2 separate regions of the Zea mays genome follow, and region 2 is linked to region 1. Evidence: chromatin contacts called from public Hi-C data. All regions are on one chromosome and are shown on one strand. Each heading gives the region's core, a stretch centred on a gene start, on an enhancer-like site or on the middle of the called end of the contact. The rest is flanking DNA. Distances are from core to core; before and after follow the strand shown. Region 1 has its middle 43 kb from the start of LOC103627063. Region 2 holds the start of LOC100280577 (ribosomal protein S24).

Region 1 (4,716 bases), core at 1,150-3,649:
CATTTTCCTTTCAGTCCCGACCTCATCCTTTTTAATAGATCTTTTGCATTATTATCAGATCAAACTGATTCATTTGAGCCTAATCATGTTCTTCATATTGCCATTTTTGCTCATATGCGGGAGGATTATCCGGGCATTCTGCCTTTCTTCCCTTTGTTCCAATACCACTTTTTTCTTTGTCCCTAACCCAACAAGGAAACCCTAGTGGTTGTATATGGGGTAGGGATTCAAGTCTGTAGAGGATACCAGTATTTACACTGCACTTTCAAAACCTCTCTAAATAATTGGTACTCCCTCCGTTTCATTTTAGTTGTCGCTGGATAGTGCAAAATTGAACTATCCAGCGACAATTAAAAAGAAACAGAGGGAGTATATGAAATGGTTTTGTATTGGTAACCATAATTCAAGACTCCATGAGTTCCTTGGCCAGTGCCCAGTCCATCGTCTTGATTGGATGAGCGGACCCTACCCAAATATTCCGAAGCCATTGTTGCAGACTTGCCGTCAAAGGGATTTAAGATATGAAGGTACTTAGACTGTCTGGCGTACACATAACAGCCAATTAGACACAACACTTAGTCCCCCTATGAAAGAAGAAGACCAACTACGCCTAGGAGTATGGAGGGCAGACTGACCCCTCGCGTACTTATGAGGAGAAAACTTCAATGCCCAAAGTGAAGGCGTATCTGAAGCAAATCTTCCATTCCATTAGGGCATGTTTGTTTTGTTCGAATTGAATTTCATTCTAATAATTATAATTTAGACAAAATTAATTAAGTTAATATATTTGTCTATGTATCATATTTGTATATTATCATAAATCATATAAGAGAGATAGTTATACACTACATTTATGTTATAGAGAAGCAAGTAGAAGACTCTGTTATGAATTGTACATTAGAAAAGTAGCATGTAAATCTATAGAATTAATTTTCATCTCTTACCCCATGGATTTGAGATAGGATTTTATGTACACTCTGGAAAGTTATGGAATGTCACATTCTTAAAAAATAGCCTACTATATTAGTTAGATTACAATTCCTTAAAATGAAGGGAAACAAACTGGCCCTTAGAGATTTCCCTGATGGCTACTTTATCGAAACGTATTCTTTGACAGAAACTTGAGCCAAGGTATGTCCGACAACTCGGCCATCTAATATTGTACTCCCTCCGATCTTTTTTATTTGACATTTGCTAGTGTAAAATTGAACTATCATGCGTCAAATAAAAGAAAATGGAGGTAGTATTTAGAATTACCCAACTCTGACTTTGTTGTAATCTATGTTAGATGTTGGTGTTATTTTGACCTCAATAGAATCTAGCATGAATTTCAAAGAATTACGAAAAGTCAGGCCTCAACCATTTTCCTGAATAACTAGCTAGGAGGGCCTCTAAAGATGCACCACTTGCAACTCAGACCAAGGCTCCTCCTCCAAGAAGAGGAATAAAGAGAAAGCCCTAGTGGTAGTCTTGGACGATGAATCTCCTCCACCTCATATAGCCCATGGTGGTCGAAATGAGTGAAGGTTCAAACTCCCCCACGCTATCCAAAGGAGATCATCACTGAGCCCTAGTCGAAGTCGACCACACAACTTAGCCATCAAGACAAGATGACTTAGCTTCTAAGGGAGTGTTTGAATGTACTAAAACTAATAGTTATTAGCTAAAATTAGTTAAAGACATTCAAACACCCTAGCTAATATTTTAGATATTAGCTATTTTTAGTAAATTAGCTACTAGTTAACTAGCTATTTGTTAGCTAGCTAATGCTACTATTAAATTTTTAGCTAACTAATTATTAGAGCTAGTGTATTCAAACATCGCCTAAGGCTCAGCCCCAGAGAGGCTCTCCTACTTCCCCAAGAACAAGATAAGAAGATCTGCAAGGTACGACAACATCATAGTTATCATCATCTTTTAGCTGAAAACATATATTTAAATATATGTTGAATGTGGAATATTTCAGGACATCGACAAATCTGGTAGATGACTTGGTTGGTCCACCACTGCCTCAAAATTGTCCACCCGTCAGTGCTCTAGTGACAGAGCCCTCCACCTCTATGACTGATTCCCTAGCAGAAGACTCTGAGAACCGAGCCATCCAAAGTTCCTACTTCCTAGGGGAACTCCTTCAGGCACCTCGATCCCAATTCTATCGAGTGACATGAGGAACAATGCAGACGTTGCATGCACACCAGCCAGCAGCCCATAAGCTAGACACGAACAAATGCAGTAGCGCCACTCCGAAAACGACTATAAAAATATAAAGAAAATACAAACAAAAATTCACGAGCAGGGTAACGGCTTGGCATGAGTTGTATACAACACTATTCATGACGCTGAGACGTTGTCCATGTTGGGCTGTGGCCTGTGCCAAAGGAGGAGGCATGGCCATGGCCCATGGGCGATGGCCCACGGGTGCGCTACTTCCGATTGAGCTCCGTAGTCCGGACTTGCTCGTGGGTGTGTAGCGTTGGGCTTTTCACGGGCCGTTTAGGGTCTGGATGCGTTGCTAGCTTTAGCTTGTGTAGTTGGGCTGGATGCTCTACTTTCGAAAAGGCAAATAAAAACTTTGCTAAATGAAGGCTCTTGTAAAAGCATGATGTCTTGTAAATCTGTGTTTGATTTTTAAGGACTAATTTTTAGTCTCTCTATTTTTTCTATTTTAGTCTCCAAATGACCAAATACAAAAACTAAAACTCTACTTTTTGTTTTCATATTTGATAATTTAAAAACTAAAATAAAATAAAATAATGACACTAAAAATTAGTTCCTAAAAATTAAACACCCCTTAAGTTGTACTCATAGTTTCAAACTGTAGAGCTAGTTACAATATGCGAACGTCTACAGATGACGAAAAGCTTGTGTATGTAATCCTTTCCCGCGTGTAAAGATAAAAAATTGGCATCTTTTGTTTTGCAGAAGCAGCACTCATCAATTTATGCATATATGGTAGTCGGTCCGTTCTTGCCGTGCTTGCAATATTATGACGAAAATCTTTGTAGTTACATTAAGTAAGATAAAATGTTCGCTAAAACTAGAAAATTGAGTGGTCCAAGGCGGCCTACAATGCCTTTTTCCTTGGTTCGATCTTGCTTTCCTTTGAAACGAATTTGGAAATCATTAGCTCCTCTCCGCTGCAAGTTCTTCATTTTGACTTATAGACTTGTAGTAATTAATTGTTGTTGAATGGCAGACTGGCCCTCTAAGAGGACTCCTCCACCCAAGTGCTTGCCCCTTCTAGCAGAAGCGGGCCCAGACATTTGAGATTGGGTATTCAAAAATTCAAAAGATTAAAAAAATTAGTGCTCTAACGCTATTTTATGTAATACAATATTGACAAATTACTATAGATCACCAAAAACTTAGGTATTCAATGAATACCCATGAAACCCATGGGCCCGTCTCTGCCTTCTAGTACATCATTTTGCAGAAAATTGGCTTGGCCTCCGTTGCACCTCAACCATCAACTCATAAGTTCTCAAGCTAGTGGTGCAAGGCAGTTAAAGAGGTGGCATAAGACTACAAGAAGGGGTTTAATTTAGTGGCACTATTAGTGTCTTGAAAAAAATATGAAATCATAGAAACAATTGTGTTTTTAATGGATCTACTCCAAACATTATAACAGTGTTGCGAGCTTTCAGTTACGAGTGTACCATTTGGTGATCGACTAGTGTAAAGGGATTATGACAATAGTGTGGTTGTTTTGGCCGTGTCGATCTCCGTCTTTATTTTTAGTTTCTTTTGTAGCCTTTCTAGAGCACTATGAGTGTTGTCCGGGTTTTCTTGACCCGTGGTTCAGTCATTACATCTGAATAAAATTTTATCTTAATAAAATGGTACGTGTGTTTGAGAAAAAAAATAGAAAGGTTCGAATGATGAAAAAGCAAAATGTGTAACCAATTGCACATTAGGATATCCATTTGCAACTAGTAAATGCAAGGCCTTGAATTAGTTGCCATGTATCATATCCAATTATTCAACATTGTCATGCAAAGAAAAATATTAAAGAACTCTATGTATGAATGATACCATTCTTATAGTGGCAAACTGTTTTTTTAAAACATAATATATTAGACGGTTACTATTGTCAATTGTGGTTATTATATTACGGAATAGATGTCTGGAATTCTATTTTTTGTGTAAACTTCTAGATTTTTGCTAGCTTGTCTTGTGGGTATCTTAAAAGGGTCTCTAGTTGAGTTGGTTAAATGGTCTAATAACAGTTTTTTAGGTAGACTTGTAATGGAAGCGAATTTCATGCTGGAATCCCTTGTCTTGTCTTTTGGGGATTAGTGGTGGGCCTCTAATTACCAATAGAAATAAATTTTGGACGGCTCATGAACAATTTGCATGCATGTCTACAATGAGTCATTTCCTCTAGAGTCATAATATGGCACCTACATTGAGCCCAAGCTTTTTGCTAAGGCACTGTTTAGATCTTTGGAATTGAATTACAGTCTAATAATCATAATTTAGGCACTAATCAATTAAGCTAACATAGTTTTATGTGGAATATATTTGTATACTATTATTGGCCATTTATGTAAGATATTTATGTGCTATATTTCTATTAGAGGAGAGGGAGTCGAAGATCGTTTTATAAATTTCAGAATAAAAATATAGTCTGGTGATACATAAAATCAATTTTTAGCCCTCACCCTATTAATTTGATATAGGTTTATACTTAAACTTTAAAAGTTGGTGGAAATGTTA
Region 2 (4,716 bases), core at 1,209-3,708, 160 kb before region 1:
GAGTTTTACCCGCAGATATGCTAATGGTCGTGAACCTCTACCCGTCGGGTAGACGGGTACTGCACATAATTGTATACACATGGGTAAAATATACCCGCATCGTATTAGTATTTACCATGTAATTAAAGACGTCTTAGCTAAAAAAATACTTATTTTGTTATTGTTTGTTTACCTATAAGTTATGTAAAAATATAGTTTGTTGTATTTTAAGTTAAACTTATGTTTATTTGACATTTTGAGTGATTGATACACTAGTATTTTAGCGAGTACGAGTGGGTAAAATTACAGGTCACGAGTACGAGAAATATTTTATACCCGCGACCTTAACCCAACCGGTATATATGCGTCGCCATCTTGAATCTGAACACGATGGAGACAATATTTTTCCTACATTAATCATTGGGGAAAAAAATCTGCCCACACAATGCTAACGGAGGTATTCCCCATTGCTTTATTCGATTAGAAGTTGATTAAAAGAGATCAAAAAAGATCAAAACTTTTGCTGGTCAAAATTGAATAGAAAGGATTTAGATACTGATGGAGAAATTCACCGGCAGGGAAGAGGCCCTATTGACATCTCTGGGTGTGACTGCGTCGCTGAACAGAACCACCGCACGAACAAGCGAGGGACGAGAGCCGATCCAGAGTCTTCTGAAACGGACATAACGTTTCACAGAATGTACCGTTTCAGAAACAGATTCTGCCGCAACGGAATCAACGCTACTATCTAGGCTCACGGACGTCACGTTTCATCTTTCAAAAGTATAACTTCGTTAAAAATTCTCGGCCCAGCATGGTATCGCCCCGACATTGCCACAAAGATGGGGAATATGCCTTTTCAAATGTACCAGTAGTCGATGTAAACAGCTAAAAAAACTCTTTTTCTAGATCAAAGCATTGCGACATGGGGTACAAAATTTCTGACGGCGAACAGGTGTTACTCGAACTCAAGACGGCTAAAGTACACTGAAACCTTGCTCATTTCTTCTTGGCGTCCCCAGCCTTTGTCTGCAAAACCAATCCAACAAAAAAATTAGCAGTTACACGCAAAAAATAACTATTTTTTTATCAGAACCACAGAAACACAATGAAATCCCCACATTCCAAATGCGCAGTAATATTAGACACAACAGTCAGATGAATGCAAGTGCGCATACCTTCTTCACACCGCGGATCTTCTTCGCCCTGTTCTTCCTCTCCTTCATCTGCTTGCGCGACTTCTCCACCTTGGTAGCAAGACCGTTCTGCAGAAACCCAAACACACTCTTGTCAAAAATAAGCAGGACCAATACAGACAGTGTTGTTTCAATCACAAAATCTGCATTGCAATGTAACATGGATTTGCAGGATACTTTTTATGTGAAGGGAGCATACAAATGGACCTGCTAATCGTTAACTGGTCTTTTAAGCTAGGTTCCATACACAAAACGGTCATGGATAATTCACAAAAATAGGATACGATATTTGCTTGCTGTAGCCCAGAATTCCATATGATTCATAGTTTAATGAAAGACCATAGCAAAATTTGCGAGTTAGCAACAAATATAATGTAAACTCCTCGAACTGACTCAAAAATATCCCGGTTTGAAAAATACTACAAAACACACAGTGCAATGGGAGTCAATATCATCATGGGATCATTTTCAACCATGTAGCAGCATCGCCATCACTAAGGCGATAAAGGGTTCATGCGCGACATAATCTGAACACACGACTGAGCAACAGATATTCGTTTCTCATCTAAAATACTATCTGATAAAAATATCAATGTTCCACAAGAAATATGTTAAATGAGCGACATAATCTGAAGGAGCAGCGAACATAAATGTACATCAATGGCCACAATAAACTAAAGCTTTGAGCTTTCAGCGTATACCAGGCAGTATATTCAACATGGAGACCTATGAATCCAATTACGAGTGAGAAAAACGGGAGGAGCAAGAGACGCATACCCTGATAAGCCTGTACTTGGGCTCGAACTTCTTGGCTGAGTCGACGTTGTCGTAGATGAGACCGAATCCGGTAGACTTGCCGCCTCCGAAGTGGGTGCGGAACTTGAAGACGAAGATGCAGTTGGGATCCTTCACCTCGTACATCTTAGCCAGCCTCTCCTTGAGCTCCGCCTGCAATATCAAGCGATCACACGCGTCAAAATCGCTAATAGAACGAGAGGATCTCGCAGCGAAGGCTCCGACGCTTGGGCACCGCACTGACCTTAGAGACGTTGGCGCGGCCCGGGTGGAGAACCTCGAGCACGAACTGCTTGCGGGAGAGGAGGCGGTTGGTCATGAACTTGCGCGTGCGGAGCGTCACCGCGGGTGACGCCTTCGTGTCCGCCATGCTTGATGCTGCCTGCGGAGCGCAGGATTGACTTCGCCGGAGCTGGCTCGCTGGGGCGCTTGGAGGCGGCGGCGGGGAAACAGGACTGAGAGAACGGAATTTTATATACTATGCTGATGAAAACCCTAGGTCACGTCGCCGTGGCTGACAAGGGGAACGGAGTGGTGGGCCTTATTAGATGTTACAACAATGATGGGCCAAAACTATTAACGGGTCTACATTGGACGGCATGGAAACCCATTACCTGTTCTAAAATCCTCTACTTGCATGCACGCGCGCAAGATAGGTATGGGCTGTCTGGTTGTTTGCTTGTCATGCTTGGGCCAGACAACGTGTTACGTGTCTGCACGGCCAAGTGTGGCTGAGCTCAACATAAATACATAATTCCTTTGACTTGATTGGAGGGTGGGTAGTCATTTTAGATTTAAAGTTCTTAGAAAATTTTGAAAATATTTACATTAGTTTATGAGATCTGTTAGAAATTAGAGATTATTTTATTACTGTTTGCTAGGTATTTTTTAAAAATATAAAATTAATTTAGTTAGTAATTAGAAGAACCACTACTTAGCGTGCTTAATAAAATCAACAAATGTTTATTAATAGTATTGTTTAGCTCTATTAAAATTTTAGTATAATAAGATACTAAATGAATCGGGGACAAAAATATTAAGCTATTTTTATGTAGCTTTTGTTCTTTTTAGTAATTAAACTGTTGCCCCAAAAATTACGAGAAAAATAGGGCAGATATAATCTCTAATTACCATTTTTGTGTAAAATTGCATAAAATTTAATCACTAGGTAAAGACATAATTGAAAAGGATAAAACTAATGCTATGTTATCAAAACCGTCGACTAAAACTGCTTAGAGGTTATTTATCTGGTTTTATAAAGTTAAGGTGGTTAAATAACTGATTTTGAAGGTGAGGAAGTGAAATAGACCATCATCTAAAGATCGGAGGGTCATGTAGACTTATTCCTAAATCTTTTATACATTGGTAAAGACCAAAGGAACAAGACTAGAAAACTTTTTTTTGTTGATTTCTCTCCCAATTCCTCACATCTTGTTGGGGACCTTCGGCATCCGAAGGTCCTCAAAAACAGGATTTAACAGTATTTCTGGAGTACAATGTGTGAACAGGTATCCTCGGACTAAGGTCGGCATCGCTGTAGACCGGAATAATACGAAGGTTGATACAGAGCCGAAGGTGCGAGCAGGAAAGCTTCGGCGTGACAGCAAAGAGTGGAACCGACTTAAAGATGAAAAGGCTATTCAGACCTCGATAGACTACTATAGAATTATTATCAAATGTAAAGGGCATGAGTGTAATTTTGTAAGGGTTGTGTCCCGTGCCTATAAATAGGTGAACAGTATCCCCGTACTGTTCACGCTGACTTGGCATTTGCTTCTTGCGTCACGCTTGTATTGTCATTCCCTTCCGATTGAAGGTACACTTGTAATTCAACAATGTTTCTGTTTATGCCCGATAATAATATATGATTGCTTATATCGTCTTTAATATTCTTTATATTTCATTCCTCGCCATTATTTAATGAATGTATGAAGGTATGTCCTTCGTAACCTTCGTCCGCAAGCCATTACATCCTAAGGGAAATAATGCTTCGGAGGACGAAGGACTTTAACAATTAACATTTTCTATGTTGCCTTGTTCTTAACTCATAGCACTTGAGAACAAGTCCCCAACATTGGCGCCCACCTCCGGTGAACTCACTTCCATTTCTTGAGCTTTTCAACACCTTCGGCAAGCATCACCTTCGTCATGCCGCCGAAGAAGGCTTCAGCAGCAGGGGCTGGCACGCTGCAGCCGCTGGATCCCAATCAAGACGTCCTTTCTCTTAGAGAGGCACGAAGCCAGAAGAGGAAGGCTGCCAGTCCAACACCTCCGGAGGATGATCTAGATCAGGAAATTCAGAATTTGGAAATCCTTCAGCAGCAGGTTCAACGCAAGAAGGAGAAGATGGCCCGTCTAGCTGATCTTCAGAGGCAAATAGATGAAGCTTCCGAAGAGGTTCGTCATCTTGTTCAAGATGATCAAAACCGAAGGCCTCCACGCAGAGAGTTTCACCAGGAAGACTTCCGTAATGAGGATGACTGGTATGACGATTTCCATCATGGAAACTTTGCTTTTGATGATGCTTCTCCTCTCTCAACAGAATTGCAGGCTACACCTTGGCCACAAACTTACAAGCCACCCCAGCTTCCTATATATGACGGTCACTCAGACCCCAAGCAATTCCTAATGAGCTATGAAGCAACTATATCTTCGTATGGTGGCAATACGGCAGTCATGGCAAAATCCTTTGTTATGGCCGTCAGAAGCGTTGCTCAGACTTGGTACTCTTCTCTTCGGCCAGGGA

The links. Hi-C and Micro-C count contacts between places; a contact is called where the count stands out from the background.
Region 2: a Hi-C map of ear shows a contact between it and region 1, with 3 times the contacts expected there. The contact joins the promoter of LOC100280577 here to the enhancer-like site in region 1. A contact is called at or near these places in 3 of 25 Hi-C or Micro-C datasets (ear, leaf and tassel).

What each region holds. Positions count from the first base shown.
Region 1 is chr5:154,641,939-154,646,654 of Zm-B73-REFERENCE-NAM-5.0, reverse strand. No RefSeq gene overlaps it. Among protein-coding and RNA genes, the nearest start is that of LOC103627063, 43 kb to the right of the region's middle. Within about 2 kb of position 2,399, at least 17 of the 20 cell types and tissues checked have an H3K27ac peak or open chromatin away from gene starts, as enhancers often do. A contact at or near this core is called in ear, leaf and tassel, where this site is marked.
Region 2 is chr5:154,797,101-154,801,816 of Zm-B73-REFERENCE-NAM-5.0, reverse strand. LOC100280577 (ribosomal protein S24) reads right to left here and starts at 2,458. Exons shown (of 4, transcript NM_001374579.1): 1 at 2,215-2,458; 2 at 1,953-2,123; 3 at 1,158-1,244; 4 at 753-1,008. The coding sequence starts at 2,340. The coding sequence ends at 979.